2 separate regions of the Sus scrofa genome follow, and region 1 is linked to region 2. Evidence: chromatin contacts called from public HiChIP or PLAC-seq data. All regions are on one chromosome and are shown on one strand. The core of a region is the stretch at or near the end of the contact, and the rest is flanking DNA. Distances in the headings are between cores, read along the strand shown. Region 1 holds the start of SIK1 (serine/threonine-protein kinase SIK1). Region 2 has its middle 58 kb from the start of SIK1.

What was found. HiChIP or PLAC-seq counts read pairs in DNA pulled down with a chosen protein or histone mark.
Region 1: an H3K27ac HiChIP or PLAC-seq map of skeletal muscle shows a contact between it and region 2. The contact joins the promoter of SIK1 here to the enhancer-like site in region 2. A contact is called at or near these places in 6 of 47 Hi-C or Micro-C datasets (epiblast stem cells, fibroblasts, heart right ventricle and 2 more) and 2 of 2 datasets of contacts at active chromatin or transcription factors (alveolar macrophages and skeletal muscle).

The regions. Positions count from the first base shown.
Region 1 is chr13:206,462,401-206,469,590 of Sscrofa11.1, reverse strand. SIK1 (serine/threonine-protein kinase SIK1) reads left to right here and starts at 3,789. Exons shown (of 14, transcript XM_021071058.1): 1 at 3,789-3,917; 2 at 4,331-4,501; 3 at 4,918-5,034. The coding sequence starts at 4,346.
Region 2 is chr13:206,404,699-206,411,591 of Sscrofa11.1, reverse strand. No RefSeq gene overlaps it. Among named protein-coding and RNA genes, the nearest start is that of SIK1, 58 kb to the left of the region's middle. Within about 2 kb of position 3,146, at least 26 of the 83 cell types and tissues checked have an H3K27ac peak or open chromatin away from gene starts, as enhancers often do. A contact at or near this core is called in skeletal muscle, where this site is marked.

The DNA of each region.
Region 1 (7,190 bases), core at 2,540-5,039, 57 kb before region 2:
GATGTCCCCAGGACTCCTTCCCTCCCAGCCTGCGGGGGCCTGGAATGAGGCACCTGCCCCCGCCCCTCAGTCACGGGAGCGGTGGTATCAGAGCAGAAGCCATCGGAGGCTGGTACTCCTGGCTGTGTGGCTGGCTGGCTCACCCCGGCCCCTGAGCTTCCTCCCACCTGCCGGCCCCCAGGCCGGGGGCTGGATCTCCCAGACCCGGTGCACACAGGTCTCTTAGCATGTCTGTGTCAGGCTCTGCAAACACAAGGGCAGCAGACGGGACCGGGGCCACCCTAGTGCTGCTGGGGGTGGTGGGTCTTATTTTCTCAAACCTGAAAGTCACTGGGCTGATGCCTTCAATAAACCACACAAAACCAGATGAAACAAAGCTGGGAGAAGGGCCTTGGGCATCTCGGAGGAGGAACCCAAGAAAGGAAAGTACCTCGTCTTACTGTTGGGGACCATGGGGGAGCCACCTGGACAGAGGCGCCAGCACGCCCCCACCTTCATTCACGAAGGGGAGCAGGCCCAGGACACCCACTGGGGACAGGCTGGAGCCCCTCTGCCTGTGTCAGTGCGGCTTCCCAGCCCCACTCCCCACATTTATTCACTTGTCCGCCCCTAGGGTGCCCGGCCAGGAGCCCAGGAAGGTAGGAGACCCACTTCCTGCTGAGGGGGGCCGCAGGCTGGCCATCTCGAAGAGGCAAGGTGGCGTCCAGAAACACGGCAGTTCGAAGACGGGCTTAAGACATTCCAAAAGGAAGAGAAATCCGACTCAGGGTTCCTCCCAAAGTGCAGTGACCCACACACACGCACGCGCCCCGAGCACCATTCTTGCAGAATCTGGGAGACTCTCCCATCGTGTGCGTGGAGAACTCACTCCTCAAGTTGTTTGCTTACATCTGTAGAAGGACACACGTATTTTCTCCTCATCCCTTGTCCAAAGCACAGAAGACTAGAAATCTGACAAGAAATCAAGCATTCCGGAAGGAATTAGAGCCTTCAGAGGCCAAGGATACCAGCAGCAACTAAGGTCACTTAGAAACAGAGGCTTGTCTGTGGCACCTTCATGGAGGTGCCAGGAGGAGCCCCACTGTGGGCGATGACAGCCTTTTTGAGACCGGTTTCTCCCTGCCCTGCCTGCGGGCTCCCCACCCAAGGGTCAGATGGCGGGGGCTCAGGAACTGCTGTGAGCCGGGCCAAGCACACCTGCGTCCAGGGGCCTTGGGGAAGGCAGCCTTGGCTCCTGGGTGGCAGTTTTTATTCTGCGCTGACAAAATGTTTCCAAAACAGCCAGCCGGGTGTTTGCAAACACCTCAGGCTAGATCTGGGGCGTTTGGGGGGGGCCGCGGAGTGGGTGGAGGAGCCAGTCTCCTGGGTGTCACCTGGACGAACCAAGGAAAGCCGAGAAATGACAGAATGCAGGACGGTAGGCAGTGCACTCGGGTCCCGGGTGTCATCTTCTCCTAGGAAGAGACAGACGAGTGGGGTGCCGGGACCCCAGAAGGGGAGGGAAGCAGCCGTACACTGTTCAGCAGGAAGGAAGTCAAAATGGCCCTCCAGCTTCTCGGGGTGGATAAACCTGGGACGGAAAATGAAGGCACCTCTGAAAGACTAAAGAAACCTCGGGGACTATTCGTGTCCTTGAAAGGCCATTCAGAACAAGTTCAACCCACAAGCAACTGCCCAAGCAGAGGGTGATGGGAAATATTTGGCCAGGAGGGCAACCGGGCACCAGGAGAAGCAGTGGGAGTGCCAACCAGTGCCCTGGCAGGGCAGCTGCCCACGCCACGCGGAAGCCTCCCAAGAAGGTGTCTAAGTTTTGTACCCACTTTGATTCATTCTTTTTTTTTTTTTTTGTCTTTTGTCTTTTTAGGGCACCTGCAGTATATGGAGGTTCCCAGGCTGGGGGTCGAATCAGAGCTGTAGCTGCTGGCCTACCCTGCAGCCACAGCAAAGCGGGATCCGAGCCGCATCTGTGACCTACACCACAGCTCACAGCAACACCGGATCCTTAACTCACTGAGTGAGGCCAGGGATCGAACCCGTGTCCTCATGGATACTACTCAGGTTCATTAACCACCGAGCCACATGGGAACTCCCACTCTGACTGATGCTTGTTTCCCACCCCCTTCTCTTAAGTGGTCTTTTTATTTAACACGAGGGGATGTGATTCTAAGCTGGAGGCAGAATTTAACTCTCATGATGCTGCCTCCCTAACATTTAGGAAATACGGTTGGCCACACTCTCTGTCATCCCTCAGGAAACATTTCCTTTTCTGGTGAGGATGAAGGAACGTGAAGTGAGCCGTGAGGCCGCTGGATACCCCACATCTGCTGCCGGGTGGGGACGAGGCTGTGGGCACCGGGGTCTGGAGGGCAAAGTCCCCACTCCTGCAGCCCTGGGCAGATGGCGCTGTGGATCGGGCAGCAGGCAGAGGAAACTGAGGCCAGGGGACCTGCAGGGTCCAGGCTCGCCAGGGATGAGGCTCTTGCTCTTGCCCCTGTCTGTCGGCCGTCTTGGGAGGGGCTGCTCCTCCCAGGGACAGGGCTCTTTTGCCACCTGTATACAGAGCACCTGGACGCTCGTCAAAGGGCCGACCTTTACTGAGGGTATTGTGACTGGGTTTCGCAAATCTCCGGCCCCAGGAACGGGAAGACCTTGAGTGGAGTCCCTTCGCATCCGTCCTCCGGCCATCCCAGAAGCCAGCCCTTGGGGACTTTCCTCCTCTCTCCAGCCTGCGGGTTCTTCCACCAAAGGGAGGAGCTTCACGGCAAAGAACTGCCTGCAGTCATCAGCTGGCTTCTGACCCACAGGCTGGACAGAGAATGAGCTGAGCAGGCGGCTGAGCCACTCCCCTGGCCCGCCTGGGGTGGGGCGAGGCAAGGCGGGAGGACAGACAACTAACAGCGTTCCCCTGCCCCCAGCCCAGGGGCTCAGTCGCAGCCCCCATGACACTCTGATGCACCAGGGGAGCTTGCAGAGATGCAGATCACGAGTCCCCTGTTGAAGTCTCTAACTAGCTAAACAACTAGGATTCCTAACTGGAGTTGGGCTGCCCAGGTCCTCCATGTACGTAGCTGCCACCCTCTGGAGGGCAGCCAATTTGGGGTGTGGGAGCTGGCCTGCTCTCACCTGCACCCTGTGCCGGATCTGCGAGTCTGTGAGGTTTCCCAGGCCCCACCCAGTACTTCCCCTAATAGGCTCCAAGGCCTTGTCTCTATTATTTCCGACAGAAAATGGGGGACACATGAGATCCCCATCCGGCTAATGGCGACCCTCGAGTAGGGGTCCAGCAGGACGCCGCCGCCACTGTGCTGCACGTCAGAGGGTTTTGGCACCGCGCTAGAACCGACCCTGTTGGGAGGGTCCCCGCACACGCGGGCAGGAGGCAGGGTGGCGCCCGGGGATGGAAGGGTTAAGCCGCCCGCAGCGCCCGCGATGTCCGGTAGGGGGCGCGCGCCGGCGGGAACGCGGGCGCGGGCTGGCGAGCTTCGGGCGGCCGGCGCCCCTGACGTCACCGCCCCGCGGTCGCCAAGGCGACGGCCTCATCAGCGCGCGCGTCAGAGCCGCCAGTCTCTTGGCAACCGCCCGATCTCCCGCTCTCCCTCCTCCTGGCGCTCGGCCGCGCGTCGCTCTGGCGTCAAAAGGACGTCAATGGGGATGTATCAATCCGGCGGCGGCGGCGTGGGCGGGGCCGCCGTGGGCGGGGCCGGCGACGTGGGGGCGTGGCGGGGGCGGGCCCGGCGGGCGGGGCGCGCGGCGCGTGCGGCCGGAGAGCGCCGCGCCGGGCTCAGAGCTGACATGCGGCGCGGCCCGGGCGGCGGGCGGCCGAGCAGCGGGCGGCCGGGCAGCGCAAGTGGCCGAGCGGGCAGCAGGGGCCGCGGGGCGAGCGGCGTCCCGGCCTCGGCGCTCCGAGGGCGTCGGAGGTGAGGCGCAGCCCGCCGGGCGGGCGGCCGCCGCGGGGCTCGGAGCTGCGGGCTCCGGCGGCCCCGCAGGTGCGCGCGCGGGGGCGCGGGCCGGGGCGCCGTCGCCGGCCTCCCCTTTGTTGTGCGGCGGCTGGCAGCCGGGCTTCGAGGTTCGGGATGGAGCCGACCACGGTCGGCGGGCGGGTCCGCGACCCCCGGGGGGGGCTTGGAACCCGGAGCCCGAGCGGGGCGGCCGGCCGGCTTGGGAGCGGGGCGCACGTCCCGCGGGGCTCCAGGATCGGGGGTCGCGGTGGAGCTGATCGCCGGCGGGGGCGGGTGGCGGCGAGCGGCGGCGCGTCCGCGCGCCCCGCGGGCTGGGGGCTCCGGGGGTCGGTCGGCCAGCGCCGAGCTGAGCGGAGCGCGCTCCCCCCCAGGTGCGGCCCGGAGCCATGGTGATCATGTCGGAGTTGAGCGCGGCCCCCGCGGGCTCGGGCCAGGGCCAGCAGAAGCCCCTCCGGGTGGGCTTTTACGACATCGAGCGGACCCTGGGCAAGGGCAACTTCGCGGTGGTGAAGCTGGCCCGGCATCGAGTCACCAAAACCCAGGTGCGTGTGGCGGCGGGACCCGGGGTGGACGCTGCCCCCTGGGGCCGGGAGCTGGTGGATTCCCTCCCTGCCTGTGGGGTCCTTCGTCCTGAGGTCTGAATGCTGACAGTTCTCAGTTTGATGAAGAGAAAAAAAGCTTTATGTTATGATTATGCGTAATTTGTATGAATATTGGGGGCAGCAAAGAGAATAATGATCCAGAGCTGGAGCCAGCAAGGACGAGGCATTTATTGAACTTTGACTTTTTAAGTAATATTAATGATTACTTCAGTTATTTTCCTCCCCGAACTTTTTGTGACCTTTGGGGAGGCAAAGTGTTTTAGAAATTAACCCACAAAAAGTGAAATGTGTAAATTAGCTTAAGGGAGAAGGTTTTTTTTAAGACAAAACTTCCTTTATCTTTTAAAAAACTCTAGGTTGCAATAAAAATAATCGACAAAACACGATTAGATTCAAGCAATTTGGAGAAAATATATCGTGAGGTTCAGATCATGAAGCTTCTGAATCATCCTCATATCGTAAAGCTTTATCAGGTAAGGACTCAGGTTTGCCTGTCACTGTGACTTCTGCCAAGTGTATCATTTTCAAATTTTCATCAACTTAAGCCTCCAGTTCTGGAAGGCTGTCTCTCCTTGGGTGTACGTGGGAGTCGGGGTTGCTTGTAGAAGGGAGAGAGATTGATTTTTGTAAGCTGGGCAATTATTTTCTTGCTTTTCGGATCATACTTCAGATCTGCTTCATTAAACTTTTATTTAGTGTCGTCGTTCATTCCGGTTTTAAACCCGCGGAGGTCGGTTGTTCATTTACTATGAAAACAAACGAGCAGATCTCTGTACCGCCGTAAGCCAGCCCTGCCTTGAGGGTGGAAGGACCAATTGGAGTGAAACTGGGCACTTCCACCTTAGCAGATAATTATTAAACGGTAAAACCAGTCGCTCTTACCCGTTTTTGGAAACTTATTTTTGCAAAGGCAGCAGTGAGCAGTCGTCCTGTTTCAGCTCTTCCATTGAACAAGGAGCGATGAAATACTTTGGCGGGGGTGAGAGCAGGGATCTTGCCACCTAAGCCACGTTAAGAACGTGCCTCGCTCACCCTGCCTGTTTTTTGCTTTGCTTTGTGACTTTATTTTTGTTCTCCCGTCGAAACTAATAAATGATATCTTTGGCACCTACATGCTGATTTAATTAGGACAGCAAAGCCGTCTCTCCCTTAGCCGATCTCTTCTGCAGAAAGAACTCAGATCTTCTTGCAGGAGGATACATTCTTGTCAGATGCTCAGGATCTCACCCAGTTGTGTTGGGTTTAAGTTCCTTTTGATTCTCACGAACCCCTGGGGTCCGCGGTGAATATGGATGGGCCAGTGGGGGTGTGTGTGTGTGTGGTGTGTGCGTGGGGTGTGTGTGCACACGCGCGCCCCTCGTAAGGCAAGGTGTACGGTGTGGTAGGAGAGAGGCTTGTGATGCAAACCCCATGCCCAGAGGCTCCCGTGCGCAGTTCCCGTGAAGGTGGGAGAGTCACGGGGCTTGTGTTCCCCTAATGACAGTTTACTCAGCGTCGCTAAGGGCCCAGCTCGAGTCACGTGCACTCTGGCTCATGTTTTGTTTCTGTTGTCATTTCTGAGTCGTGAGGCCGAGAGAAGCTGTTTCCTCCGCGGTCCCTGATGGCCGTGCCCGGGCAGCGTCCCTGGCCCGTTTCCGCAGGACTGGGCTCAAGCCCGCCTGCCTTGGCCTTGGCTGGGGATGGGGGCGGCGGGGCCGAGTGGCCCCCCCTGTCCTCCGCTGGCCCTTTGCTGGAGTGGCCCCGTACGCCAGACGCCTTGCCCGCGGGCTGGACGTTGGAGGTCTTTTCTGGGGGTGAGTTTCCTTATCGCCCCCTGCGCTGCTGTAAGTGTTTGCAGACAGGGTTCAAACGGGGGAGCCGGGACTGTTGCGGGTCTGGTTCTGACCCCAGTGTCTAGTTGTCATCCAGCTGGCTCAGGCCCCAGAACCTCGGTGAGACGCTTCAGTGCTTCCCTTGAAGTGCGTTTTTTTTTTAAACTGAAAACACGTGGCCGCCCCATTCTTGATCCGGCTCATTTTTAAGCGGAGGAAGAGGATGCTGGTCCACGCCGCCGGCCGTACCACACACGTCGCGGGCAAGGGCGGTTGAAACTGTAGCGCCGCTGCCCTGGGTTCACTTTTCTTGTTAGATAGATGGCTCTCAGCAGCTGTCTTTCAAGTGCCTTTTAAAGGAGTAACTACGTTTTGAACCCTGAAGAGATCTTTGCCTGTAAGGATGTTTCCTCTGTGTGTCTCTCTGAAATATTTTGAAATGAGTTTGTTTGACTCCTTTCGGGCCCAAAGATTCGAATCCGACCTTGTTTCTTAATGAGGTGTGTTTTTAACTCTTAAAAAACACGCCGAGGTCTCCATCCGTACGTGAACAGTCAAGGTGTATTTGACCTCGACGCTGGCTGTTGACACGTGGCAAGTGCTTGGCCATACCCAGAGCAGGGCTCTGCAGCTTACCTGGCAAGGCTGGCTTCCCACGGCCTCGGGAGCAAGTCAGTCATGCGCCTGGCAGGGGGGCATGTTACCTGTTACTCAGCCCAGGCTGGCGGGGGGGCTTGACGAGTCCGTCGCCTGCTGGGCTTCTAGAAGAACCCTGGCGACCCGTTTTCCTTCTGCGGTTTGCAGTCTTCACTCGGCGT
Region 2 (6,893 bases), core at 1,897-4,396:
TTCATAGACCAGAGCTAGCAGCATGCTGGTGAACCGCCCTGGACAAGCAGCCCTCTCGCTGCACCTGCCCATGACCGTGGTGTAAACGCTCCCAGCTCGGTGGACGTGAGGCCCCTGAGGGCAGCCACGCGCCTGCGTGGGGTCCCACACAGCAGGGCCCTGGCCACCAGCTCCAGCCTCACCTGCTGGGGAGGCGGGGGGATGGGTGGGTGGGGGGCAGCTGCTGTGAAGGAGCCAGGACGATACCCCCCTCCCCTTCTCTATCTCACTGCCCTCTGCTCCTCCAGCAAGGCCCTGTGAGCACTTGGGGCCCAGAAACACCCCCGACAGAAGCCACCCCTGTGCCGCCCAGGCCCGGGCTTTGTTCTTGCCTCTCCAGGGCCCCACTGGGTGTTCGGCTTTGCCTCAAGCTGCCAGGGCCGCCTCCTCCCGCCTCCTCTCAGGCCAGGGCTCCTGCATGCTGCCCTCCCCAGGTGCCCTGAGCTTTCCAGAAGCTTCAGGCAGGTGGAGGCATGGGGGGGCAGGTTTACACCCCCAGAGCCGCCCAGCCCGGCTCTCTCCTAAGCTTTAGAAAGAGCAGCGTTTGCCTTTGAAGGGCGCTGGTGTGTACACTGCACTTAGAGGATAACTCCTGATTATTTTCTTAATGGAAGAGCAAATATTTACGTCTTATAAACCAAAGGGCAGGTTGGAATGTGTGGGCAGACCGACTCGGGCTTGGCCACGGAGGCCTGGCGGGAGTGGCGGGAGAGTGGAGACGGCCGGCCGCGTTCACCTTGCTCGGCTAGAACAGCAGAACAAACGCCCCCACTGTCGGGGGTGCGGGGCTGGCAGCCAGGTCTCCCTTTGCAGGTGGGGGCTCGCGGGGAGTGGAGGGGGAGGGGGGCGGCTCACTCCTCCAGAACCTTTCCTGTCGCGGGGTGGGGAGTGGAGGGGGTGCTTCCACCTCGGGGGCAGCACTGCTGGACTCGCCCACCCCAGCCCCCTCCCCGCTTACACGTGACAGCTGCCAGCCTGGCCACGCGGACAGCGTGACCATCGGCCGCCTGCCCATCAGCTGATGTAGCCTGTGCCAATTGTTTAGGTTATTAAAACAAAACAAAGACAAGCCTCAGCCCGAGAGCAGAAAGGGAGCCCTCGGGAGGGGCACCTGCCTACAGAAAACAGCCCTCTCCTAAGCAGCCCCAGGAGCCCACTGCCCAGGGGGTCCAGGAACCAGGCTGGCCCTGCCCTGGCCTCTGGTGACTGAGAACATGGGGCTGCCCAGAAGCCTACAGTTCCCCGAGCCCAGAGCGGGAGATCCGGTTCATGGGGCCTGAACCCCGCTCCAAGAAGCCCCGCCAGCCCGGGGTGTCCTGTGAGACCCAGGCTGTCCTCTGTCTGTCTGGTCCTTGGGTGGTAGTGTTCCTTCCTTGCCCCCACCGCACCTCATCCATCCACGTGGGAAAGGGCTCGGGGATGCCCGGCACTGCCAGTGGGAACCTCCTGAACTGCGCAGCAGGGCAGCAGTGGGGCCGAGGAAGGAAAACAGCCACAGCCACAAACAGAAAGACCGGGTCGCCCCCAGCCCTTGACTCCTTGGGTAACCTGATGCCCAGCGGCCCTGACTCAGGGCTGGGCTGCAGGCTGTGCACCAGCCACGGGTCCAAGGTCCCCAGCATCCCCACAGCGCGATGGCAGCTGCTCTGCTCTGGGACAAGGACAGGACAGAGCCCCCAGACGGGAAGAGGGGAGGCCGTCCTCCCAGCAGGCCCAGCTGGCCCTGTGGACCGCCCTGGGTACCTGACATTTCACACAGGACCACACAGGCCACCCCCTACCTCAGACGCACCTCTGGGAGGGGTCTCAACCTCTGAGGGCCATCCACACGGGTGGGGTCAGCAGCGCCCCCCAAGAGCGACCCCCGGGGTGGGCTTCTCTCTGCACAGCTGCCTTTGTCTGTGGTGGGGCTGAGGTGATGGGAACTGCAGTCTCGCCACCCCGATGCCTGTCAAGGCAAAGGCACCCTCGCGGCAAGACCTTGGCTCCTGTCTTGTCCCACCCGCCGGGACCTGCCCCTGGACCCCAAGCGGAGGCCTCACATTCCCCTTCCAGGCGGCCACCTCGGGCCCTGGACAACCTGCTCTTCCATGTCCACTGTGTCCCAGGCAGGGGGGCCGGGTCCTGCCTCCGTGGTGGGAAGGGGCACGGAAGAGAGGAGAGGTCCTTGCACTGAGCAGGAATTGATCAAAATCCTGGAACGAGCACTGTTGGTGACAGCAAGGGCTGATTTGGGAGTAGAAACCAGCTGAACCCACCCTGTGTGTGTGTGTGTGTGTGTGTGTGTGTGTGTGCGCGCGTCACACTATGTGAGGGCGTGTGCAAGAACGCTGCACGTGTTCATTGCGTGCACAGGTATAAGTGTGTGTGTGTGTGCACGGGTGTGTGAGCACGTGTGTGCGTGTGTAAGGAAGGACAGAGCACTCCGGCGTGCAGCCTGAGGGGGCCTTTCCAGGGCAGGCAGGCTCCCACAACGGCTCTCATCCGGAGACACCGGGAAGGTTGCTCTGGCTCCGAGGGCTCGCAGTCCCCACGTCCCTGGGAGGCTCCCAGAGTCTGCTTTCTGTGGGCACCCCGGCAAAGCTCTGTTGAGAGGTGTGACGCCAGCAGCCCCTTGGGGGCCCAGGGAGGCCCCGCAGCAGCAGCTCTGCACGGACCTACTTACACCTGCAGTCTAGGGAGACCCCGGGGAAACTGGGGCCCCACCCCACCCTGCTCTGCCCTGTGCCCTGCCCCCATCCATCCCTGCAGTGGATCCACCTGCCTGACTTTCTCCCAGGCTCCTCGTACCACTTTGCGCAAGCAGCCAGCGTTTGCTGGACCCCAGCACTGAAGGACCCCCGGCACCCACTGTGTGGGGAGGCAGGGCCGGAGGTGGCAGGGCCGGAGGTGGCCTGGCAGGCAGGACCTGTGGCTCTGCAGGGCGGCTGACCTCGCCAGGGGGCTGTGAGAGTGGCTGGCTCTCCTGGACCTCCAGGGAGCCCTATGTGCCACGCTGGCCGCCCTTTAAAGAGCAGCTGGTTATCTCAAATGCCAGGCCCCACGCTGGAGCCCGCCACCGTCACCCTCCCCACTGTGGACCACAGGGCTGCCGGGGGGAGGACCGGGTGACAGCTGTTGGGAGAGCTGGAAGCTTTTGATTTGCGTCAGTGCCGAGCTGGCCAGGAGGGGCCATCACGCCGGGGCGCTTGGCAGCCGCGTGGAATCACAGTGACATCGCAGCTCCCAGGCACCGGCCCCCGCAGGCCCGGAGGGAGAGGCAGGCGGCACGTCCGCCCGGCGCTGCCTGCCGAGTCCGCGCTCCCGGCTCCCCGTGAGCTGGGCAGCTGGGGCAACAGGGCTTCTGACAGCAGTTTCCATGATGCAAGCATCCCGGGTCAGGTCCCGAGAGGGGCCAGTGGAAGCCGGATCCTCTGCCTCCAGCGGGCTCGGGCCCGTTCCCAGGGGCAGCGGCTTTGCCATCCCAAGGCCACAGAGGACGCCAGCTAATTGAGGGACTTGGCGGGGGCCTGGGCGCTCCGGCAAACCTGCAATTTCACGGAGATGAAAGCACCCAGAGCGCCCTAATGAGAAAGGCGGCTGAGGGGAGTGTGGGAAACGCCGCTGCGGGGGGTCTTGCCCGGTGCTCCGGGGTGTGAGCCGGCACTTTCCTGGCGCAGAGGGCGGGCCTGGGTCAGCGTGGGACCCCATGGCCCCCCGCCACCCCCAGCCTTCCCTTCACCGTCACCCCCCCCGGGGGGGCAGGAGCAAGTGAGGGTCACCTTGGAGACTTTAGCCCTGCAAAGCCTTCCTAGAAGACGTCCCCCAGCCCCCCTCACCTGCTCTGAGCGGGGTGTCTACATGGCACCAGGCCAGCACCCTCCAGGGCACCCCAACAAGAGAGTACCCCATTTCCTCAGGACAGGCACCACCCTCCACAGCCTGAACCCCCAGGCCGTGGCGACACTCCTGCGTGTCAGTGGGGCCCCCATTTACCTGCTCGGAGTGGCCCTTCTCCAAGCAGCAAGCCTGGGGCCGGGCAGGGGACCTCACTGCTGTCACATGCTCCTGGGACACCGTGTGCCCTCAGCCCTGGGCTTCGGGGGGGCGGAGGGGGTTCCTGGAGGTCAGACCCCTCGTTTTGCTGTCACACTAGAGCCCACGGCTGGGCCCCAAGCACATGGGGTACCCGGGGCTCCCGACCTCACCCCTCACTCAGGCCCATCTTGTCCTTCCTCCCAGAATCGCTGGTTACCCTCCCCCCTCCTCAGAGAACCTACAAATCCACTTGGAAGTGTTCCCGGGGGTCCCACCCTATCCCCACTCCTGCCAAGGGATGGTCCAGCCCAGCAGGGGTGCAGTGAGGGGGCCCCCACACCCCAGTGGAACTTTCAGACTCTTTCCGGGACCCATCGACCTGGCGGCCCTAGCGCCGTGCTTCCTGCCTCAGGGGCCAGGCTTCTCTGGCTCCACCCACCAACACCCTCAGTGTAGGGGGGGGATGCCCTGGGGGGGGCCGCTTTGGGCAGGGCGCCCCAGGAAGCTGGTGCTGTGCCCTCTGAGGACAGGAGGAAGGGGACAGAAAGACGAGCTGCCTTCTGCCATGGTGCAGAAAAGCCCCCCGTGCTAGTCGACAACTCGACGGGGTTGAGTGGGGTCCAGTCACCCTCTGCTCCCCCACCTCGGGTGACCCTATGGCCGCGTCTGAGGGCCTTCCCTCCCCACCCCGCACCCCAGCCCCCGTCCCGCCGTTCCTGGCGGGGCTGAGTCACTGGCGTGTCCTTCACGCCGAGTCCCTGGGTGTCCCTTGCGCCGAGTCCCTGGGCGTAGCCATTTCCTGGGGCTGCCGTAACAAGTCGCCACAAACCGGGTGGCTCAAACCACAGCAATTCATTCTCTCACAGTCTGGAGGTCAGAAGCCCGCAGCCAAGGCCATGAGGGCGGGTCCCACCCAGGCTGTCCTGCTCCTGCTGGTGCTCCTGGGCCTCTAGACGCAGCGCCCCAATTTCTGCGTCTGTCCTCACAGCCCCGCCCTGCGTATCTGTGTCTGCTTTCTGTCATCGGATTTAGGGCCACCCGGATGCTGGACGCCCTGATCTCTGTCCTTGGCCCCATCACACCTGCAAGGGCCACATTCCACATCCGGGCAGACGTCTCTTTCAGGGCCACCCCCCAGCGCTTATGCCAGGCCAGTCTTAAAAGTGAGCTCATCTAATTGGCCTGACCTGGTGCCTCGGAAACAGAGGCCAGAGGATGAAGAAGGGCAGCGGGGGCCAAGCTGGGCTGAGGCAGGGCCAGGATGAGAGCAGGGGCTGCTGCTCCCCCCACTCCCATTCCCAGGGGCTCGACGTGACTGTGGGTGTCTTCCTGGCCACATTAAGTGGCTCAGGCCTCTGGAGGCTCCCCCGCTGCCTGCCCGCCTCCCGCACTGCGTGCCCTCGCCTGCCCTGTGCCCTCTGGGTGGACCCACCTCTGGACAGTCTGGCTTTTAAGGGGCCAGTGGCAGTTCTGGCTCTTCCTGGCCAGCAGGGGCTGGAACCGGCCACCGCTGGACAGGGAACCTGACCTCTGAGCCACTTAGGATGAGACCACGCAACGTGAGGCCGAAGTGTCCTCCTGGTGCCGCAACCGCCCGGGCCTGCCGAGCTGGCCAAGCAAGGGCCTTCCTGAGAGCGGCAGCCCAGATGGCTCGGGGCAGCACAGGCCCCCTCTCCCCTCACCTGCCCCAGGCTGCCAGCTGGGTTGGTGCCCCGCTCCTGCAGGGTGTGGCCCCCAATGTCTGGGCAGGAGCTTGACACCAGCGTGGCCATGACTCATGGTGCAGGCGTCCTGGGCCAGCGGAGGGGGCTGGGCTGAGAGGACATGGGAGGGGCGTCTGGCTGCAAATAGTTGCCCGTGTGCTAAGCTTCCGGCCCCTACAATGCAGTGGATGCGGCGGGCCTTGGGAACAGGGCGGGCGCCTGGCTGGGCAGGGGGCAGCCAGGTTGAGACACGTACCACCGAGAGGGGCCAGGGCATCTAGGGGGCTCCTCTTTCCCTTGCTCCCTTAGGCAGTGGGGGTTGGGGGTGCCCCCAGCCTTGGTGCCATTGCCAGAGCAGGCAGGTGGTCCCTGGGGCCCAGGGTAAGGGGACAGAGGCACAAGGCCCCCCCCCCCAGGGTTCCTGCCTCAGCCTCAGGAGCCCTCAGGCCCCCCAGGAGGTAGGGAGCAGTGGGCACTGGCCCCAGAGGTGGGGGATGGGCAGACAGGGCCCTTGGAGTGGGGTGGAGCCGGGGTGGAGCCCGGGGTGGAGTCCGGGGTGCCCTTCCATCCACAGAGCCTGGCCTGTGCTCCCCTGGCATCTCTGACAGCTGGTGACCAGGGCCCGCGCTCTGGCACCACTGGTTTTCCAGGCAGGAGAGGGCCCAGAGGCCCTTGGGCACCCCAGTTCCATGCGTGCCCGACTCGGGGTTCCTCAGGAGAGACCCCTCTGCCTGTGGCTCTAGGACACGCAAGGCCATGGGCCTGGGCGCTTTCCAAGATGAGCTGACGCCCTGGGTTGCGCTCACGCCTCTGCTCATCCTGGGAGGGACACGGCCCCCCCTTTCCTCCCTCCACAGCCTGAAGCCCACCCCCTGCTGCCCACCCTGCAGGCTTCCTCATGCCCCGCCGCAGCCACAAGCCCTAACCGCACCAGTGGACAAGCACGCATTCTGGACACACGTCCTGGGAGGGAGGAGCTGGCGCCGGCCGTGGGGTCCAGGCCTCCTATGCGTGGTCACCAAGCTGAGACCCTGGATGCGTCTTCTCCCTGAACCGCCCAGCCCTTAACCAGGGTGTCGTGACCCTCATGCTTCCGGCGGGGACCCCAGGCTGTACCTGCCTCCCGGGTCCACG